7 separate regions of the Mus musculus genome follow, and all the other regions are linked to region 5. The links are chromatin contacts, called in public promoter capture Hi-C maps. All regions are on one chromosome and are shown on one strand. The core of a region is the stretch at or near the end of the contact, and the rest is flanking DNA. Distances in the headings are between cores, read along the strand shown. Region 1 holds the start of Bmp7 (bone morphogenetic protein 7). Region 2 holds the start of Spo11 (SPO11 meiotic protein covalently bound to DSB). Region 3 holds the start of Rae1 (ribonucleic acid export 1). Region 4 holds the start of Tfap2c (transcription factor AP-2, gamma). Region 5 holds the start of Stx16 (syntaxin 16). Region 6 holds the start of Fam209 (family with sequence similarity 209). Region 7 holds the start of Cass4 (Cas scaffolding protein family member 4).

Region 1 (2,701 bases), core at 160-2,659, 1.1 Mb before region 5:
TCCCCAGCCATTCCATGGCGGCCTCTGTTCCGAGGTCCCCAGCCACCCAATCGCCAAAACCCGTGGTTTGCGCGCCACACGTGATAAACGCTGAAAATGGATTCTGCCCGCCCGGGACCTATCATTAAACATTTAAAATAGAAAACTCGCAATGGCAACGTTCTTTCCCCGGCTCCAGCCGAGAGTCCAAAGGTGGGCGACTGGCGGCTAGGCGAGGAGCCCCGCGGCACTCCGAGCGCACGCCGAAACCAGCGCTCCGCAATGGGACAGGTAGGGTCAGAGAGGGGAAGAAAAGGGGATGCGCGGGATGTCAGAACCAAGCTGGCCTCAGAGGGGCAGAGGAAAGGCGGGAAGGCAGCTTTGCCCACAAGGGCCCTTTAAATCCAGGTAGCGCGGGCCGCTGAAGCCGGTTCAGCTCACATGACCCAGCCGGGCGCTTTGAACTAAGCCGCTGCCGAGCCGGGACCTCCCGCCCCTGAGTGAGATGAACCCGCGGCGGAGCAGACAGAGACTCAGGGCTGGGGGTGCACCCTCCGGATAGCCCGGACAAACCCTCCGAGCCAGCAAGACTTATCCGAGACGCACAGAGCTTAAAGTCTACTAAGACCCCGGGGCGAAGAGTCTCTGGCGGGCACTGATGCTTTGCAAATGGAAAGGTGGACCACAGTGGCTGTAAGCAGAGACCCTCTCCCAGTCCCAAAGTGGCCCCAGTCTGAAATATATCCCCTCCCACCGCCACTCACCTAGGTTGACGAAGCTCATGACCATGTCGGCGTCAGTGAGGAAGTGGCTGTCCTGCAGGCTGGCTAAAGGGGGGCCCTGGGTACTGAAGACGGCCTTGTAGGGGTAGGAGAAGCCCTGTCCGTCCGGCCCGCTCTCCTCCACCGCCATGGCGTTGTACAGGTCCAACATGAACATGGGCGCCGAATTATGCTTTCCCTGGAGGTGCGGGCGCGGGCGATGGGGCAACCCTAAGATGGACAGGATCTCCCGCTGCATCTCCCGCCGCTCCTGGCTGCGGAGGCGCCGGTGGATGAAGCTGGAGTGCACCTCGTTGTCCAGGCTGAAATCGGCCAGGGCGGAGCGCAGCAAGAACAGAGGCGCCCAGAGCGCCACGAAGCTGTGTGGCGCCGCAGCGCGCAGCGAGCGCACGTGCATCGCGCCGGCTCTACGCGCGATCCGGGGCACCGGGCCCGCGCCGCCCCAGGTGGCAGCGGAGGGGGCAGGGCAGCGGTCCACGACCCGAGGTCACTTGCTGCAGGCGAGCTTCAAGGCGGCCTCGCCACACATGGCCACTCCCCGGCCGGCTGCGCTTTGCCCGGGACGCCCCTGTCCTTTACTCAGTTCTGGCCCGGGGCCCCTCGGCCCGCACTCGCCAGGACGCACGGCAAGGCTAGCACAGCAACTCCAGAGAGCGAGCAAGAGAGCGAGGAGGCGGGCCGGGGTGGGAGGAGCAGCAGCTTGCAGACCTACAAGTCCGGAGAGCGAGTGCCGGAGAGGCAGCTGGGCGCTGAGCGAACCCTAGCTCCCTCCTCCCGCTCTGATCGCGCTCGGGCCCGCGGGCACCAGCAACAAACCCCTTTCCGATCTCCCGCGTGCCCAATACAAGGGCCCTGCGCGCCCGGATCGCCCGCCCGCCGCCTCGGGAGCCCCGGAGTTGGGCGCGCTGGGGCCGGGGAGCGGGGGAGGAGCGGGAGGACTGACTTCCCCGCCCCTCCCGCTCCCGCTGCCTCCCACCTGCGCCTGTCCCCGCCCTCCCCAAGCCTGGCCCAATGGCTTCATTCATTCCTCCCAGGGCGCTCTACAAATATTTACCGAGTGCCCACCGGGTGTCCGGCACTGGGACAGACGCCGCAGGGACCCAGAGAGAAGAATCCCAATCTGCCCAGCTCTCTCGGGACTCGCACTTGGAAGTGGCCAAAGTGTAGCAACTAAGGGCTGTGCTAGGAAAGCATCCGGGAGGGAGCGCAGGAATCCGAGAAGGCTCCTCGGAGGTGGCCACTCTTGGACCTGGCTCATCTTTCGAACCGCCCCCCCCCCAACACTCCATTTGCTCCAGTCATGCAAAACCCCCTCGGTACCCCCACCGCTTGCCCCTCTGCTATCCTGGCTTTTGTTCCTCGGGGAACGTTCTCTCCCTGCCCCTCCCCCCTCGGGTGCCACTTCCTCTGGGAACCTTCCAGGACTGGCAGAGATAATGTGGAGATAAAGTTCTTTCTACACTTCACTCCCCCAACACACACACACATACACACACACACACACACACACACGCGCACACACACACACACACACACACACCTCCCCTCAAGTCCAGCACCCAAGGGATCCGGGCCCAGGTACTTCTCGGCTTTTCCTTCCCAAGTATCTTTTAACCCAAAGCCTTCAAACCCCAGATGCTGCAGCTCTACAGAGTACATAAGTGAAATCTGGGACTAGAGAATGTTCCCACCCCCCTCCTCTCTTGGGGGGGCGGGGTCCTGACATGAGTCCTTTGGTACCTCACTGTCTAACAACCCCACCCCTAGCCCCAGGTAGGGCCTGAGGAGTAGGCAGTTGGTACCCAAGTTCAGAAGAGCTCCCGACTGCATTTTCCTGTCTCAAAGGACTAGCCTCCCTCTCCTCCCAGGAGGAAACGTCCCAGACAGATACTGGGTCTCTCAGTGGATTGCTGCTCTTTGGAGCCTCCGTTTCCTAATCT
Region 2 (2,776 bases), core at 215-2,714, 1.1 Mb before region 5:
ATAATGATAAAGAAAGGCTCTTCACACAGGTCTCACACACACACACACACACACACACACACACACACACACACACACACACACACGCAGTGTTGGCTTTTAGCCTAGGCTCCACTCCATAGTTACTTGGCAATAGCCAGCTGGGCCTGACTCATTATAAAAGGGGTTGCTTGCCCCCTCCTCTCTCTCTCTCTCTCTCTCTTGCTCTCCTGTCCTTGCTCTCTTCCCCTCTTCCCCCTCTTTCCCCATTTCCCTCCCCCCTTCCTCCCCCCCATGTGCTCATAGCCAGCCTCTACTCCTCTATCCCCACCCCCCCTTTCTCTCAACTCCCTTCCCCATCCATGCCCTAAATAAACTCTATTCTATACTACAGAATAGTATAGGGAAGTGTGGCTGGTCCCTCAGAGGGAAGGGATGCCTCAGCATGGGCATGCAGAGAGGAGGCTGTTATTTCTGCCACTAGACTATTAGAAATAAAAACTATCAACTGGGGCCTGTGGTCAGGTGGCTCTCACGGGATCAGTCCCAGCATCTCTCATACACCTTGATTCAAGCCACTTTGGTCCAGTCAGTTTTTTACCTCATCCCAGTCTCTCTTTGTTAAGGATACGGTTCTAAGAGTCAAGGCTCCTCTAGGACTTCAGAAATCCCACCTTCTGCTCTAGAAGGCTCAGAGAGAATAAAGCGAGACATGTCTTACCGTAGGTCTGCAAGGAGAGGAAGTGATATTCACGCTATTAAGGCTTAGGATGGAAATACTATTTTCAGATAAGCAACAACTTTTTATATATTTTTAAAAATTCACTTTTTTTAAAAAAATATTTTTATGTGTGAGTACCACATGCATGCAGGAACCCACAGAGGCCAGAGGGCATGAGGTCCCATGGAAGTGTAGTTTTAGGCAGATATGAGTTGCCTGGCGGGGGTCCTAAGAAATGAATGAACCTAGGCTCTCTACAAGTGCATTAAAATTCTTAACGCCGAGCTTTCCCCAACGACAATCTTCTTAATAAAAGCAAATCCCAAACATGTTTTGGACAGTAAAAAGCCTTTAATCCCGGCACACAGGAGGAGGCAGGTGGAGAGGACCTGGTACAGAGGCAGGAAGCCAAACCAGGCAGAAATGTTTCCCTTCTCCCATACCTATCCCCAGGTCCATGACCGTCCTAGTGAAAAGTTGTAATTATTACCTCCCCAAATGACCCCCCAAAAGAGCTTTGCAAGTATTATTTCCCCTAAGTTATCAGACCAAGAAAACCTCGACCCCAGAGATCTGCATCTGAGAGCTTCATGTCCTCCCTGAAGGGTAGTGTGTGTGTGTGTGTGTGTGTGTGTGTGTGTGTGTGTGTGTGTGTGTGTGTGTGTGTGTTGGGGGGGCGCCTCAGAGGCCCCTGCGCCTGCGCACTCTGCTCCGCGGGCTGTCCCGCGGTCAGTGGTGCAGTGCGCATGCGCGTGGCTAGAGCGCGGAAAGGTTCGCAGGGGCAGGAGGCCTCAGAGCGGCTCCGCATCCGCCATTATGGCGTTCGCGCCTATGGGGCCCGAGGCCTCGTTCTTCGACGCCCTGGATCGGCACAGGGCTTCCCTGTTGGCCATGGTGAAGAGAGGCGCAGGGGAGACCCCTGCCGGGGCCACCCGCGTGGCCTCTAGGTACAGCAGCTCGGCAGGGCCATGGAAAGCCCGGGAAGGTTCCTCGTGGCGCCGAGGTGGCCTCCGTGGGGAGAGCGTCGGAGGCCACGTCCGAGCCCCGAAGTCGGTGCTCCCTAGTGCTCCCTGGTGGTGACCGGGACCCTGTACACACCAGATGTTTTCTAGAATGTTCCAGGCGCCCCGCTCTGGCTTAGTTCCTAGGTTTATCAGTGTCCTTTATAGTCAGAGAGCTTGAGACTTGCTTTGGATTTATGGGGCTTTGTCTTGTTTTGTTTTGTTTGTTTTTGTTTTTGTTTTAAATGAAAGCTGGGCTTTAATTTCAGCACCGGGAGGCTGAGGCAGGCAGGTTTCTGAGTTTGAAATCAGTAGTTCCAGAATAGCCAGGGCTGTTAGACAGAGAAACCCCATGTTGAAAAAAAATTGTGTGTGTGTGTGTGTGTGTGTGTGTGTGTGTGTAAAATAGGTTTGGGAGTGAGGGATAGAAGAGGAAAGAGAAAGTGAAAAGCGTTTACTCTCTGAACTACCACTAATTAATTTCTCAGAACTAACAAGGACATCATCACATTTTAAGTAATTTATAATAAGACTTTTTTTTTTTTAACCTGAAGGGAACAGATGAACATATTGTAAGTAATTTCTTCACAACCAACTACAGAGACTCTCCTACGGTTCACCTGACTATATCTTGACCTTCAGTATTTGTCTCAGCCTATTCCAAACTTTGAAAAAAATTGTGTTAGAAAATAGTAAATGTTTTAAAATCCATTTTCTGATCTATCCCCCCCCCCACATACACACAGTAGAAACGTTGAGAATTGTGTGGTTGTTAAAACTCAACATTTTGCCCATCTTCTTTGTTTAGCTTGGCTTTCCTCCTTAGGCAATGTGCCAATGTTGCTTAAAATGATTGAGATATATATTTTTTTTAAACTGATGGTTTGTGAAATTAACAGCCAGCTGGAGAAAGCTGGGTTCAGTCTTGATATTTTGTGGTAAAGAGGCATGATTTTTTTGTGGCCAAGTGAACTATTTAGTACAAAATTCATTTTTTTTTCTTTTCTTGTAGTGATTAATTTTTTTCCTTTTGAATCATTACAATTTAAGATGGTTAATTTTTAGTCATGATATC
Region 3 (2,744 bases), core at 43-2,542, 1.1 Mb before region 5:
AAACCAAACACTATGTACGCTAACTAAACCTTGTTATTTGACTTCTCAGGGGATGGGAGTAAGTAGATGATCACCAAGTGTCCTAGACAGGCCTGTTTCCTCTGTGTTGTACTGAGGTCCCTTAAGACAGGTAACCAGCGGCCAGTTTTTATTCCATTGTTCTGTAACCCTGTTCCTGCCTTACATTTTTAAAAATTGTTTTGGAGACAGAACATTTCTGTGTAGTTCTGATTGGCCTAGAACTCACAGAGACGCCCCCCCCCACCCCCTGCCTCTACCTCCTGCGTGCAGGGATTGGAAGGCCTGCCAAGTTGCCCAACAAGGAAACTAATTTTGTAGGGACCAATCACATTTTGTTCTTCCTCACTGACACTTGTCCTTTCTCTCTCTCTAAAACCGCTTTCCCTGATTGGTTCATTGGAACCCCCATTCTGGAATCTAGCTAACTATGTTGTCATTTTATCTGACACCTTAAACACTCTATGTGGAATGTTTCATAGAGCAGGACTTTTGTGTTTCAAACAGGCTTAATACTGACCTATTAGTACATGGGGCTCAGTAATTAAGTGTACTTGTTGCTCTTGAAGAGAGCCATGGTTCGGTTCCCAGTACCCACATGATGGTTCGACTATCTGTAACTCCTGTTCCAGGGGCTCCTACACAGTTTTCATGCCTCCCCAAGCATGTGGTGCATATACATACACACAGGGACAACATCCATGCACGGAAATAAATCTTAAACATCTCAGGGAGTAGGAACCATTCCCCTTATCATACCGCTCGGGATGTTCCAAGTAGGCAGCCTCTCAGAGGACAGTGCTAGATCTGAGCTGGGGAACTCTTTTTTTGTTTGTTTGTTTGTTTGTTTTTTGTTTTTACATGTATATGAGTATGTTGCCTGAAGAAGTTTAAGCACCACTGCGTGCAATGACCACAGAGACCAGAAGAGGGCGTCAGTTCTCCAAGAACTGGTGTTGGTTCTCTTGGACCTGTGAGCCGTCCAGTAGGTGTTGGGAATAGAATCTGGGTCTTCCCCAAGAAGCCACTGCTCTTGGCCGCTGAGCCATCTCTTCGGCTCCACGATCATCTTTAGACGTTTAAACAACAATCAATATAACGATACACACGCGAAAACAACGCCCTCTCTCAACTAGTTGCCTGGCAACTGCGCTGGCCGACTTTCCACAAACGCACAACTGCTGGCATAAACACTTCCTCTCGCCCTCAGCAGGGCTTCTGCGCATGTGCGCCCGCCTTGAGAGGGGCGGGACGCCGTGCTCTGACGCTTTCCGGGCAGTCCCGGAAGTGGCTCGTGGCGCGTGCGCGGTGCTTCTGTGGTAACGGGGCAGTTTCCACCGGCTTGAGGCGGACGACTCGGCGGTCTGGGGTCTCCCGGCTGCGCCCCCTCTGCCCCGCGCCAGAGCAGGTCCGTGGCTTCGGGCCCCGCCGCGTGCGTGTTCCTCAGGCGGCCGCCGCGCTCCCTCCGGGAAGCCCGGGCCCGCGTGAGGAGACCGAGCCCCTCTCTGCAGCCGGACCCCGTGCGCTCCGCTAGGTAGGCCGGGCCTCTCCGCGTGCGCACACCGCCCAGGCCACGGGGGTGAGGGGACGGTGGGGGACCGCGGCGTGCGCGGATGGGAGGGGCACGGCCGAGCCGGCGGGCGTGGTCGGACGCTTGGGAGCAGCCCGAGCTAACCCAGTCAGCCAGGAGAAAGGCCCCTGAGAGCTACGGGAGCTGGAGAGATGGCTGCGCTGCCTGCCAGAGGTCCGACCGCCTCTTCACCCCCGCTGCAGGGCACCCGGTACGCCCTTGCTCTTCTCACGTGCGCATGGTGATCTGAAACTAAGTCCTCAAGTAAATTGCACGGGAGAGGAGCGTGCGGATCCCAGCACACACTGGGGGTCGTTTCGTTTCCTAACTCCAGGATGGAGGAGTTAGTTTTTCCGGTGAAAATCAAGACTAACTCACGCTCCGGAGAAACATAGCCCTGGCTGCGTGTCTGTGCATCCCTCTCCCTGTACAGACAGGCTTGTAGTCCTCAGCCCCGAGAGTTGTCTCCCGAGCCGTCTTCTGAGACGTGAATGTGCACCTTATGGTGGCTCTGACACATCGTGGCTGTCTCGAAGGCAGCAGGAGTCAAATGCGCTCCCACAGTTCCTTGCAGTTTCCCTTTCCTTGTTATTTTAAGGAAGCGACCCTCATTAGGCTGTGGATTGCTCGGGCCTTAGCCTCGCTTTTGGAGAGGTGGCTGACTTGGTGGAAGTCTGGGTTTTAAGAATTTGCTTTTTAGTAACAGCTTGAAATGTGGCAAAAGCATATGGGAGTCTGGAGTCACAGTGCACAGATGGTTTCCTTGGCAACGACACAGTTGTCAATTACATTCAGTGTTAGACCGTGCAAATCCTTTTCTTTAAATGGGCTCTTTTGTAGACCAGGCTGTCCTCAGATTTCTGTACAGTCAGGGATGGCCTGCTCCTCCTGACCCTGCCTCCCAAGTGCAGAGATCACCTGTGCCAGCTCACCTGACTAACCCTAAACTTTCTCTGCCTGTTGTGTGTATGGCCATGCATGCGTGTCACAGTCCACATCTGGGCAGAGGACAACTTTGGAGTTCTCGCCTGCCTTTCTGTTGGTTCTGAGGGTCGAACTCGGGTTTCCAGGCTTGCACACCAAGTGTCTTTACTACCTGAGCCAACTCACCAGCCACAGAGGAGCCTGGAGAATGTGCACTGTTGTTTCAGGACAG
Region 4 (2,817 bases), core at 259-2,758, 1.5 Mb before region 5:
TGTTTTGGAGGCTCGGTCTGGATTGCCTGCCTTTTTAACTTAGCCGGAAAAGCCCCCTTGATTCCCGCGGTTTCAACTTCCTGGGTCTGTTAGGGTCAACTGGCCAGAAAGCTATTTTGCATGCGGCTATTCTCTAAGACCATGGGGGAACGGTTGGCTTGAACATCTATTTTAATTTTAGTTACTTTACTTCAGGCCTATCTGGGTCTAGGGAAATGCTTACAGACGAGGAGCAGGAAGAGAGCAAATTATTTTAGTCTGTGGATACGGGAGGCACGTTCCCAACAGGTCCTGGCCACTGGGCTGATGGGTATCAAGAATTGTGTAATTGGCTTCGGAATCAATCCGAAATAGTCCCTGCCTCCAATTCCACTGTTTGAAGCCAATCTCCATATACTGTTGGGACGGACTAACAAGATTAGCTCTCGAGAACTGTGGACTTTCTGTTTGGGATGAAAAAAATTAACTATAACAATTAGGCCAATTATTTTCGTTTCGTTGAATTAAAAAATAACACTGAGTATTGCTTTTTGGCTTGGACGGAAAATCTTGGGGTGCAGCAGCATTCTGTGGATAGAAGCTTTGCTTTCTGCCTCCCATGGGACGAGGTGTGCCCATATCTCAGGGCGACCTCCCTGTAGTCCCCCTCCCACTTTACAGCACCTCATTCCACGCGGCCCGTGGCGATGGAGGTTTATTCTGCCTGGAACCTCTTTTCCTGGGCGAGTAGAGGCTTCTGAAGAGCCGCCCGTGACAGCTGCAGAACCGGCGCTCCGCAGGGCTGGGCATCGCAGCAGGGATGGGCCTGGGCGGGGGAGCTCGGGTCTCCTCCAGCCACGGCCCGCAGCCAGATACAGCTTCGGGCTATAGCTGCAGCACGCGGTTGTCCGATTTATTCACAGCAGGTATTACCGTGAGTTTCCTCTTTGGAGCTGGGGGAGCGGACTCCTTCTCGGAATCCTTCCCCTCCCTTCCCTCAGTGGGCAGGTCAGTAAAGTACCCAGGGAGAGGGAAAGGGGGGGGGGGGCACTAGGGAACAGTGGGACTTTAGCTATTTCTCAGCCCAATCCTTAAATGTCTGTCGGAACAGCTGGGGCGAGGTGTCAGGGAACCCCAGGAGTTGAGACACCCTGGAATGGGGCGTCTTCAACTCTCAAGTGACATCCATTTTTTAGGAGGATGAAGGACGGTTCTTGAGGTGGGGAAATCCCAGCTGTCAGCTCTGCCAGTCTAAGGTGTGCAAGGGGGCTGGCAGGCAAAGGAAGCCACGTTTGGGCACCTCAGCTTGGCAGGTCTGCGGTTGTCAGAGACCGCCCACTGATGCCCCTGCGAGCCCCTCGCGACGCCTGGTCCTGCAACACGCTAGGCAGGGTGCGGGGCGGAGCTAGGCAGGGACTGGCTGGGGGCTGCCCCGCCCGGCGCCTGGGCCTCCGCGCGGCGCCGGCCCCCGGGGAGGAGTTATGATAATTTCCTTCCCATTAAGGCGTTCGGGTCCCCCGGCTATCGCCGGGACACACTGTGAGGGTGAGGCTTCTCCGGTCCACGGCTGCGGCCTCTACACACCCACGGCGACCACATCTCTGTGCACAGCCACCGATGCGCGTCCAGTGACTGGGACAGCAAGGCCGGCGCGCGCGGCGGGGGCGGCGGCAGACGCCTGGCCACCGTGACCCCGATTGTGGATTTACCGCTCGGGGGGTGGGGGGAGCCTGGATTTAACTGGCGACTATTTTGGGGGACGCCGGACGCCATGTTGTGGAAAATAACAGATAATGTCAAGTATGAAGAGGATTGCGAGGTGAGCGGGGGCTAGGGAACGTAGCCCCGCCGGCCCGAGCGGGGTCCCAGGGCTGCTGGCCAAGGCTGGGGACGTTTGCGCGGAGCCCTCGCCTTCGGGAGGGATGAGGGCCAGTCTTCGGCCATCTCCTGGGCCCCTTGTTGAATCTGGTCTTGTCTCTCGGGGACAAGGCCTGGCAAGAGCGTGGCAAACCCACCCGCAGAACTCAACTGTGGGTTCCTACGAAGCGCACGGCCCTCCTTTCCATTTTCCCCGAAGAGCGCCCTGTCTCCGGGTCTCAGACGTGGCTTTTTTCCCACGAAGTCTGTCCAGTGTCCACGGAAGCTTCCCTGCCAGCGACACCTTTGAGGAGTCTCCTCCAAGGAAGGCTTGTCACCTGCCCCGCTACCTCCTCGAGAAAGAAAAAAAAAAAAAGAAAGAAAGAAAAGAAAAGTCCAAACAACTGCAACCTGGTTTTCAAGAGAAGTGGGGGTTGGGGACTGTGGGGTGGGGGTGAAGCCAGATGGGGCCTTGAGCGCTCGCGAGTACTCTAGCCTGTCGGACAGGTTGAGCTAGAGTTTCGGAGAGTAGGAGGGAGGGAGGCGGCGAGCGGGAAGAGGAAGAAGATTCAGGCGGCGCGAGGCGAGCACCGGGGAACGTGGGGAGGAGAGGCCGGCGGCCAGGCTGCGGGAGCGCACCGCACCCGCACGACCTCGAGGGGCTGCCCCTGCGTGCATGCCCGGGCGGCTTCCGCTAGGGGGCGACAGTGCCCCGCTCCTGTGTCCCTGCTACCCTTCTGACCCCTGGGACTGATGAAGACACATCTTTTAGGAATTAAGTCTGACCGCCTTGGGGCGAGGGGACGTGCGCAGGCAAAGGTTGCCCAGTTTGGCAGAGTCTTTTCATTCCTTCTCTACACCGGGATGTGTGAGAACCTTGACCATGGCCGGGCTGGAAGACCTCACTTCCTAAGGCGCAGAAGGCACGGGCTTGGCTAGCAAGGATCACAGCTCCGATCCCGCGTGTCGGCTCCCGGTCTC
Region 5 (2,922 bases), core at 91-2,590:
GTGTAGATGCCTGACCACTCTTTATTGCCCACAGTAAGGCCAGCAAGGCCTAGCGCCCAAGCTTTTTTTATTATTATTTTTTTCTTTTTTCCCTGGCCTGGTTGTTTTTCGGATACTTTTTTTTTTCTCACAGTTTAAAGAAAAAAAATAAAAAAATAAAAAGGTAAGGCCATCTCAGCAGCGCCAGGCGCCTGCAGTGGAGCGTGCCTGGCCTGCAGAGGCAGACTTCTTCCACTTTTCCTCCGCCCCCGCGCAGGACTAGGCTCTGCAAGAGCCACGTTTCCACATTTCTGCCTGCCTGACAATCCTACTAGAAGTTTACAATTGCCTGGACCCCAGTGGTGGTCTTCGGCTCCAGGGCCAAGGTTTTGAAGCCGTTTTTTGGGGCCAGGACGCCTGCCCCAGAGTCTGTACACTCTTAGGAAAAGGGGAAGAAGGCGCCCCGGGAACTGTCCCAGAGAGGGCGGAGCACTCCCATCCCGGGGCAGGGCAATAAGGGAGCTCCCGCTCCCGGAACGTTGCAAGCAATCTCATGAATGTCGCAGGGGGGCACCCGCGAGGAACGGACAGGAAGAGGGCCGGGGGAATGCTAGAGCCCGGGACCACTGCACGGAAGCGGCCTTGGGCAGGGTTGCAGCCTGATCCCGGGATGGAGGGTGCCGGTGAAGAGGAGTGAGGAGGCTGGGGGAGGCAGGCCGTGAGGTCCTCGTGGAGGCCCGCAGCCTCCTGGCAGTGGAGAAGCAGGCCGCACAGGAAAGAGAGGGGTCAGGTCGGGCTGAGCCTCAGTAGGCTCAGGCGACTATATGGGAGCTGTAGACGCTCCTTTGTCGTTGTGGGCTCGGCCTGTTTGGAGCAGGCCTTTTGTGAGGAGAGTTAACCCAAACTCGGAGTTAGAGCCACATGCCGGGCACGCAGGCGCTCTGAGTTAGGGTTAGGGCGCCAGCACCTTTGGGGAGGTCTTAGGAAGTGAGTGGGTAGGGGTCTCTCCCATCCCCGAGCCGGATTGGCGCGTCAGGCGCTTGTGGATCCGAGCTGGGATTGGGGAGGGGTCTCCAGGACGTTTGATTTCGACGCTAGGATTGGGGGGATTCGAGTGCTTTGAGATCCGAGCCAGCCTTGGGGTAGGGGGAGTCAGGCAGTTGGAAAAGGCGAGGTGGTTATTTGGGGAGGGGTCTCCGCGCTTAGGCGGATTGCAAAATCGCGCCGTGAAAAGCCTAAGGCTTTGTCAAGAGAGATTTCTGTGCAAGAGTGGAATCAGCTAGGCCAGACCAAGAGAGAAAGTGAACAAATCAGGACTACAAGGGGGGGTGGGAGACCCTGAGAGGGGGGGTCACAAAGGGGGAGACAATGGCCACCAGGCGTTTAACCGACGCTTTCTTGTTGTTGCGGAATAATTCCATCCAAACCCGGCAGCTGTTAGCCGAGCAAGTGAGTAGTCACACCACCTCCAGCCCTCTGCATTCACGTAGCATTGCTGCGGTGAGTCTTCCTGGCGGCCTCTCCAGACACACACACCGTGTGCACTGCGGCTCTGCCTGTCTGTCTGTCTCTTGTCTGTCTCTCTGTCTAAAAAGAAAAAAAAAAAAGAAAAAAAGAACAACAACAATAACAAGGCGACGACGACTAGGAGTGTGATACAGAAGGAAGTGGAGCACGGCCATGGCTTATGGGGCACTTGCAACCCCCAATGGGGACCACAGTATCAACCCCTGCCCTGCCTTCTCACTTCCTGGGCCTCCTGGTCCTCCTCCCCCACCATCCGTCGGGCAGCCTCGATTTACATATGTTTTAACACGAGGACTTGGAACCTAGGCCTTTCTCCAACCTTCTTTTTGTTTTGTTCTGTTCTGTTTGGCACTCCCCCCCCCCCCCCCTGCAATGGCCTCACTTTGGTTCTGTGGGCCAGGTGGGTGGTTAGCTGACTCAAATCCTTGCAGACCCCCCCCCCCCAGGAAGGAGTGTGTGTGTGTGTGTGTGTGTGTGTGTGTGTGTGTGTGGTCTGCTCAGCTCAGCTCATTTTCTTTCCCACTATTTTTCTTCCAATGGCCCTAGTTCTCGGTGTGGCCATGTACACTAGGAGTAATTGCTTTGCTGCCCCCCCCCCCCGCCCTCCCCCCTCCGAGGACTCATGTTGGTGAGATTGCAAGGTGCTAGGCGCTTCATTTTCCATTTCCCACACAGGAAATTAAGCTTCTCCATTCGAACTTTTTTTTAAAAAAACAAAACAAAACAAAAAAAGGAACCAACATGATGCGGATGTGAAAATTAATCCCCCAAAATAGCACATGGCTTTTGATTTTATTGACCAGAACTTCACTTCGCCTAGCAGTGTAGGGTTTTGTTATTGTTGTTGTTCTTTTTCAAAGCAATGTTCCAGTATGATTGCTGTATTTGGTTTGTTTTTGATGGAGGCTTTGGCTTCCAGAGCCTCAGTTTCCTGCTCTCTCAGATAGGGGGCGGGTCTGAATGGTGCAGCCAGATGAATATTGTTAGCTTTGTAATAATACCTTTAATTGAAAAGGGAAGGTTTGAATGGAAGCAGCCTTGAAACATGGGGGAATGCACGGTCACCCCACGACCTTAGGGGCTGCATTTGAAACATAGTTCGTGAAACGCTGCAGCTTTCCCGCCTTTTAAACAGTTGCCTTTTAATTTTTTCCTTTTATCATTTATGGAAGTGCTAATGAAAAACTAAGCTGTGTATCGTGATTGTCACTGTCTTGCCAGGACAGTTGTCCCTGTTTAGGTCACGGTGGAAAATATGTTTGACCATATTATTCACAGAAAAGGGATTTTTTATTCTGTGCAAGCAGTTTTAAGGATAAAAGGATGCAGGATGTTAACTTCGGTCCCAAGGCATAGAAAACTAGCTCGGAGTGTGTTGGGGCTTTTGTTTACATTTACATTTGAAGGATGTTTTAC
Region 6 (3,101 bases), core at 383-2,882, 1.6 Mb before region 5:
ATTTTTCTTCTCTTTCTTTTTTTTTTTTTGGTTTTTTTGAGACAGGGTTTCTCTGTATAGCCCTGGCTGTCCTAGAACTCACTTTGTAGACCAGGCTGGCCTCAAACTCAGAGATCCACCTGCCTCTGCCTCCCGAGTGCTGGGATTAAAGGTGTGCGCCACCACCGCCTAGCACTTACTTATATGAGTACACTGTAGCTGTCTTGAGACACACCAGAAGAGGGCATCGGGTCCCATTTCAGATGGTTGTAAGCCACCATGTGCTTGCTGGGAATCGAACTCAGGACCTCTGGAAGAACATTCAGTGCTCTTAACCTCTGAGCCATCTCCAGCCCCTTGATGATTTAAAAAAAAAAAAAAAAAAAAAGAATACTTTCACATTTCTCAACCTTAAAACTTCGATATCAGGCTGGCGAGATGGCTCAGCGGATGGCTACCGAATGCCAGATCTGACTTCAAAAGCAGTACCTACAGACATGGATACCTAGCCCAGCAATACCTTCACCATGGGAATTTTCACGATCTTGCTCAGGGCCTGCCAAGGATGACCCTCCAAACAGACTGCACTGCACCCCTGGCCACAGCCAGAAGCACCAGGGCCGCCTGCTTCTCTAGTGAGCGTCTGTAGCTGTCTAGATGTCAGGGCTCGTTTCTGATCCAGCAGGAGGCCTGTGCCAGCATCTGGTAGGAGGCCCACAGAAACCGATGCTCTGCCCTAGGGGAACGCCCTGCTGCCCACTGGCCCCTGGACACAGGAGTCTGTAGAAGCCACGCTAAGCTCAGAGTGTAACACATTTGGAGGCAGTGTGAGTGTTAGCAGAAAGTCATTTCTCAGGTCATTTCTCAAGATCCCTGCAGTGAGCTACGAGGGACAAGCGTGGGCCTTAATGCTGCATGAGTAGTGCGTGTGTGTGTGTGTTGTGTGGTAGGTGTGTATGTTGTGTGTGCACAGGTGCATATGTGAGCATGTGGAGACCAGAAGTCAACCTTCAGTATTATTCCTGAGACACTGTGCATCTTGTGTTTTGAGATGGTCTCACTGGCCCAGAACCCAACAAGTACTTGGGCTGGGTAGCCAGCAAGTGCACGTTCAGGCTGTCCCGGCCTCCCCAGCTCTGTGACTACAAGTGCCCACCACAACTAGCTTTTTAATGCATGTGCTGGGGACTAAATTCAGGCCCCTATGCTTGCATTCAGACACTATCTACTGAGCCATCTTCCCGGCTCCTTGGGTGACAGTCCCCACAACCCTTAGATGGTAGTGTAGGCCAAAGGAAAGAAATCCATGAGCCCCAGTGAGTGGCCTGTGGCTGGTAACCTTGTTTCTCGATCTACCCCTGTTGGGACACCTTGTACCTGTATCTTACCACTGTCTGGATCAAATAAGTGAAACCAGAAACAGACGATGGCCTCTCCTTAGAGGGTGCCAAGCTCAGAGCATTCCAGCAAGGAAACAGCATCCTCTCTTCTCGTCCCTGGAAGTCCTACCAGGCAGGCTACTCACGGTGAGTGAGCCTCAGGCTTCTTAAGCTAAAGGCATCACAATGACTGGAGCTGTTGGCTCAGGGCCCTCTGTGACATCACGAGCCCCCAACACTAGCCCATCAGTGTCTCTGGCACCACGGCAGGCAGCCCCACCATGTGTAGCTCCCTGGGCCAGCTCTGCTCACCATGCGGACGCTGCTGAGATGGTGCCTGTTCTTGTCTCTGTGCGTCTCTTGTGCCTGTGCCTTCATGTTTTCTTCGATGAGGGAGAAAACCAAGGAAAGCCCAGGGAAGGTGCCTTGCGGCGGACACTTCCGGATTAGACAGAATCTTCCAGAGAATGCCCAAGGCTGGCTTGGGAACAAATGGCTCTGGCTTTTTGTTGCCATTATGATATATGTGATGCTGAAGTTTCGAGGAGATGGCGAGAATAAGGTAAGGATGTCCTTGGTCACACCACAACCATTCATTCGCTCTCAGAAACCCAGGTTAGGTTCCTACAAGTAGGACCACTAGTGTCTGACCTTGAACTTTGGCCAGAAAGCCCTATGATGATAGCTAGGTGAAGTTGCTTCCTCTGAGGATGAGATGGTTTGAGATGGGTTCCTAAACAGCTCATGGTTTTCCTGTGAAGTAAGCTTTGATTATTTTCCCCGACTTGAGAGTAGACTCTGGAGCTCACGGTGTGTTCTGTGGTGTCAGACCTGCTCACAGGGCCAGGCTCACACACTCCAGGCGAGGTGAGCTCTTATTTCCCTTGCTTTTGACTCACTGAAAATGTCTGAGCCAAAGGAAGTTTCATCTCGAGTAAAGTTTGAGGCCTCTACTCAAGAGTCACTACGGGTGTCCCCCACAGTGGCTTGGAGCTCTTCGGGGATTGGAGGGACAGAGGTTCAGTCTAAGATAAACCCAGCATTTCAAGACACTGTGGCCAGGGTCTGGGAGATGCCTCAGTTAGAAAAATGCAGCCTTGGGGACTTAAGTTCTATCCATAGCACCCAGATCAAAGTCAGGCCTGGTGGCGCCCCTGTCCCTGGAGAGCTGGCATACCCCTGTCCCTGGAGAGCTGGGGAGGGAGGCTTAGGAGGACCTTGTTAGACAGCCAGTCTAGCAGAATTCTGGAGTCCCAGCTTCAGTGAGAGACCTTGCTTGCCTCGGGAAATATGGTGAAGTGGTGAGGAAGACAACCACTATCTATCAACCTCCACACACATATTCTGGCTAGAGCAAAGGCGGCCAAGCTGCCTGTAAAGGCTCAAGTGGGAGTCATTTTCAGCTCTACAGGCCATAGAGTCTCTGTGGCAGCTCCTTCCTCCCTTTCTGTCATTTGAGCCTGAGAACAGGCCCAGCTAGTAACAGAGCTTGGCTGTGTGCCAATAAAACTTTATTTACGAAATCAAGTCGCGGGCCAATTTGGTCACAGTTAAAACCAACAACATCCAGACTAGGTTTGTTATTGTGTCCCCTCTTGGCTGAGTCTAACTTTTGGAACTGCGTAGGAACTAGTGAGGCCACTGGAATACTTCACCCGGAATCTCTCTCTCGACAGGAGCAGCATCCTCCTGGCCTCCGAGGCTGCCAGCTCCGCTCTCCACCAAAGAAAGCTCAAAATATTT
Region 7 (2,813 bases), core at 191-2,690, 1.7 Mb before region 5:
TTCCTAAAATGGAGCTCGCACTGCCTCTGATCTGACGCACCCCACCCTTTTCAGAATGTGTCTCTCTTGTGAAAAGCCTTCTGGAAATTACTACTTCTTCCCTGTGGACTTTGGCAGGGAGCATGTGGCTGACAGCTACTTCTATTTGCTAAGACAGATTCACACCGTAGTCCAGACTGGCCTAGAACTCTGAGGTGGCCCAGAACAGCCTTAAAGTCGCAGCTGTTCTCCTGTCTCAGCACTGTAGATGTGGGGGTGGGAGCATGCCCGGTTCTACATTTGTCTAGAGCCTGTTCATCCTGTCTAGTCATTGTCACCCCCTTTCGCTACTGTCGCCTGCAGATTGCTGATCACTGGTTCCTTAAAGACCATTTAAAATAGAGACAGCATTCTATCTGTTTGCTTGTTTTGATTGCATTTATTTTATCTGGGGAGGGAAGTATGCACACGAGTGGCAGTATGCATGCAGAGGTCAGAAAGACAGCTTGCAGGAGTCCTCTTCTCCCACCGTGTAATTCCAATAACTCCAACAAGTTTTCAGCTTAGCAGCTGACAGCTTCACCCACTGAACCATCTCACTGGTTCAATTTTTTTAAATTTACTTTTTTTTTCCACTTTGAGTTCGGGGCTGGCCCCAAACTTACTTTGTAAGTCAGGCTATCATTAAACTCACTGAGATTAGCCAGCCTCTGCTTTCTGGGAGTGCTGGTATCAAAGGAGAGTGCCACCGTGGTCTGGCTATGGCATGCTTTTTAAATCTCACACCTGGGAGGCAAAAATAGGTGGGTCTTGGTGAGTTTAAGGCCAGCCTGGTCTACAGATCGAATCCCAGGGGAGCTGGGAGGAGCTGCTTAGAAGAGGGGACCCTTATGCTGAAATGAAATGAAGCCTAAGCTAGTTTTGGGTTTTTGTTTTGTTTTCTTATTTGTTTGTTTGGTTTTTTTGGGGTTGTTTGTTTGTTTGTTTGTTTTTGGTTTTGGTTTTGTTTGTTTTTTGGTTTTTTTTTTTTTGTACTCCGTGGCTCCTCTCTGGATATTGGGTCTGAGTTGAGGGAAACTTTAAACTTGGGAAGTCGTGAGGACTCCACTTCATGAGTTCAGAGCACTCGCTTGACACAAAGAGCCAAGTGTGGGGCAGTATCTGGTGCTCTCAGCAGCGCCCGCTAAAATATAACCACGGAGAATTGGAGTGAAGGTGTAGAAAACGTGGGGTTCAGAGCAGGGCAGTTTACTCCTGTTACCCCAGCTGTCACACCGCAGGGGACAGGAAGGAAGACATGCTGACCCTCAGCGGAAGTCCAGCAGCTTTGCTTCATCATGGAAATGTGTTGCCTCGCTGGGTGGGAATTGTTCCATTAGTCTTCAAGGGACAAGAATGCGGTGTGATCCTACGCTGGGCTGCTCAAAGTAGGAACTTCACCTTGTAAAGCAGAAGGGTGGGTTTTTTTTTTTTTTTTTTTTTCTCCTTCTTCTTCTTTTGTGGTTTCACACAGCAAAGGAGTGTCAGCCTCCACTTACCATGAAGTGGGACAGCAGGCATGGAGGCGTGGGTGTGGCCTGAAGCTCTGGCCCCGCCTCCCCCGTTCCTTTCATTTGACTCTCTTTACTTGAAAGAATCATCTCGACTGTTTCCATGTGTTGGCAAACAGTTCCATAGAATCCAGCTCCTGGGAACCAGCCAGCAGCATGCAGTGATATTGCATCATTGGTCCCTGGAACCAGATATATCAGCGGCAGAACTCCGAGGACCCTGCTCACATCACAGCCATGAGAGGCACCAGCATCAGAGAGGGTGCGCCCAAGGTGAGTGACTGATTGGGGCTGAGTGCATGAGAGCAACAGTTGACTCAACTGTTTTTATCTTTGGGTCTCTAATGAACACGAAGGGTAGGTTATTAGTGGCAGGCAGGTTTGGAATGAGAAAGCTTTGCTCTTTACCAGTTGTTGGTTTCAAGATGACTGGAAATGATGGGGTGAAATCGGCAGGAGGCAGACAGCCCAAGCCCCCACTGTGTGTCTCTTCACCACTCAGCAAACTTCTTAAACATTCTCTCTTTCTCTGCATCCTGAAGGTGCTTAGTGTGGCTCTCAAGGATTCTGACTGGCTTGGGGCACTCACTTCTCTTGAATAGAGAGAGCTTAGACCTTGGCTCTACTCTTGCTAACTCCAATAAGGACACCCATGAACTGCCTTCGTGTTCCTTTGGGCGCTGGGGACTGGAACTCTGGTACAAACTGCAAGTCTGGGCCAGGAACCAAGAGACGGTCCTATAGCATATGTATAGCATGGCACACTGCTAACCCAAGAAGGGCACTGGAGCCTGAGATGTGACGATGGTACTTGCAATACAGGCATAAGGACCTGAATTCAGTACCCAGTACCCACATAAAAAAACAAAAAACAAAAAACAAAAACAAACAAAAAAAACAGGCATGAAAGCGTGTACCTGTAACCCCAGAGACGGCAAGGAGGTGACAGCAAGGTCCCTGTAGTTCTCTGGCCAGCATCCCTAAGACAAGCAACTCCAACTCCACACACACACACACACACACACACACACACACACACACACACACACACAAATAAAGTGGGTGGGTGATGGAGAAGGACATTGTGACATCAACTTTTGGGTTTCACACACCCATACTGTATGCGGGGGCTTGGGGAGAAGGAGGAGAGATCACAAGGAAAGTGAAGCTCACAGTCGTTGCTTTTCTGTCCCCTCCTATTCTTTCAAAATGTGATAGAATGGTAGATACAAAAGAGCCATGAAACAGTTGCTAAATGGGAGGCTGCTTGCCGGAATTAAATGT

Evidence for each region. Promoter capture Hi-C pulls out the DNA fragments that hold promoters and counts their contacts.
Region 1: a promoter capture Hi-C map of liver shows a contact between it and region 5, with 3 times the contacts expected there. The contact joins the promoter of Bmp7 here to the promoter of Stx16 in region 5. A contact is called at or near these places in 3 of 39 promoter capture datasets (cranial neural crest and liver) and 1 of 115 datasets of contacts at active chromatin or transcription factors (astrocytes).
Region 2: a contact with region 5 is called in a promoter capture Hi-C map of pre-B cells, with 4 times the contacts expected there. The contact joins the promoter of Spo11 here to the promoter of Stx16 in region 5. A contact is called at or near these places in 4 of 39 promoter capture datasets (the 3T3-L1 cell line, the C10 cell line and pre-B cells) and 3 of 115 datasets of contacts at active chromatin or transcription factors (double positive thymocytes, embryonic stem cells and pancreatic cancer cells).
Region 3: a promoter capture Hi-C map of pre-B cells shows a contact between it and region 5, with 6 times the contacts expected there. The contact joins the promoter of Rae1 here to the promoter of Stx16 in region 5. A contact is called at or near these places in 2 of 39 promoter capture datasets (hippocampal neurons and pre-B cells), 2 of 484 Hi-C or Micro-C datasets (the G1E-ER4 cell line and rod photoreceptor) and 2 of 115 datasets of contacts at active chromatin or transcription factors (astrocytes and large pre-B cells).
Region 4: a contact with region 5 is called in a promoter capture Hi-C map of cranial neural crest. The contact joins the promoter of Tfap2c here to the promoter of Stx16 in region 5.
Region 6: a promoter capture Hi-C map of 3T3-L1-derived adipocytes shows a contact between it and region 5, with 4 times the contacts expected there. The contact joins the promoter of Fam209 here to the promoter of Stx16 in region 5. A contact is called at or near these places in 4 of 39 promoter capture datasets (3T3-L1-derived adipocytes, the C10 cell line, liver and 1 more).
Region 7: a promoter capture Hi-C map of pre-B cells shows a contact between it and region 5, with 5 times the contacts expected there. The contact joins the promoter of Cass4 here to the promoter of Stx16 in region 5. A contact is called at or near these places in 2 of 39 promoter capture datasets (liver and pre-B cells).

Annotation. Positions count from the first base shown.
Region 1 is chr2:172,938,912-172,941,612 of GRCm38.p6, forward strand. Bmp7 (bone morphogenetic protein 7) reads right to left here and starts at 1,410. Exons shown (of 7, transcript NM_007557.3): 1 at 744-1,410. The coding sequence starts at 1,158. It overlaps Gm40010 (a long non-coding RNA gene), which reads right to left and starts at 734. Exons shown (of 3, transcript XR_867069.2): 1 at 1-734.
Region 2 is chr2:172,978,378-172,981,153 of GRCm38.p6, forward strand. Spo11 (SPO11 meiotic protein covalently bound to DSB) reads left to right here and starts at 1,465. Exons shown (of 13, transcript NM_012046.2): 1 at 1,465-1,647. The coding sequence starts at 1,517. Gm52538 (a long non-coding RNA gene) reads right to left here and starts at 743. Exons shown (of 3, transcript XR_003953974.1): 1 at 701-743.
Region 3 is chr2:172,998,825-173,001,568 of GRCm38.p6, forward strand. It overlaps Rae1 (ribonucleic acid export 1), which reads left to right and starts at 1,293. Exons shown (of 12, transcript NM_175112.5): 1 at 1,293-1,552.
Region 4 is chr2:172,548,085-172,550,901 of GRCm38.p6, forward strand. Tfap2c (transcription factor AP-2, gamma) reads left to right here and starts at 1,509. Exons shown (of 7, transcript NM_009335.2): 1 at 1,509-1,798. The coding sequence starts at 1,751.
Region 5 is chr2:174,075,711-174,078,632 of GRCm38.p6, forward strand. It overlaps Stx16 (syntaxin 16), which reads left to right and starts at 1,341. Exons shown (of 9, transcript NM_172675.4): 1 at 1,341-1,479. The coding sequence starts at 1,348.
Region 6 is chr2:172,470,922-172,474,022 of GRCm38.p6, forward strand. Fam209 (family with sequence similarity 209) reads left to right here and starts at 1,633. Exons shown (of 2, transcript NM_029608.1): 1 at 1,633-1,920; 2 at 3,035-3,101. The coding sequence starts at 1,672.
Region 7 is chr2:172,392,204-172,395,016 of GRCm38.p6, forward strand. It overlaps Cass4 (Cas scaffolding protein family member 4), which reads left to right and starts at 1,441. Exons shown (of 7, transcript NM_001080820.3): 1 at 1,441-1,802. The coding sequence starts at 1,767.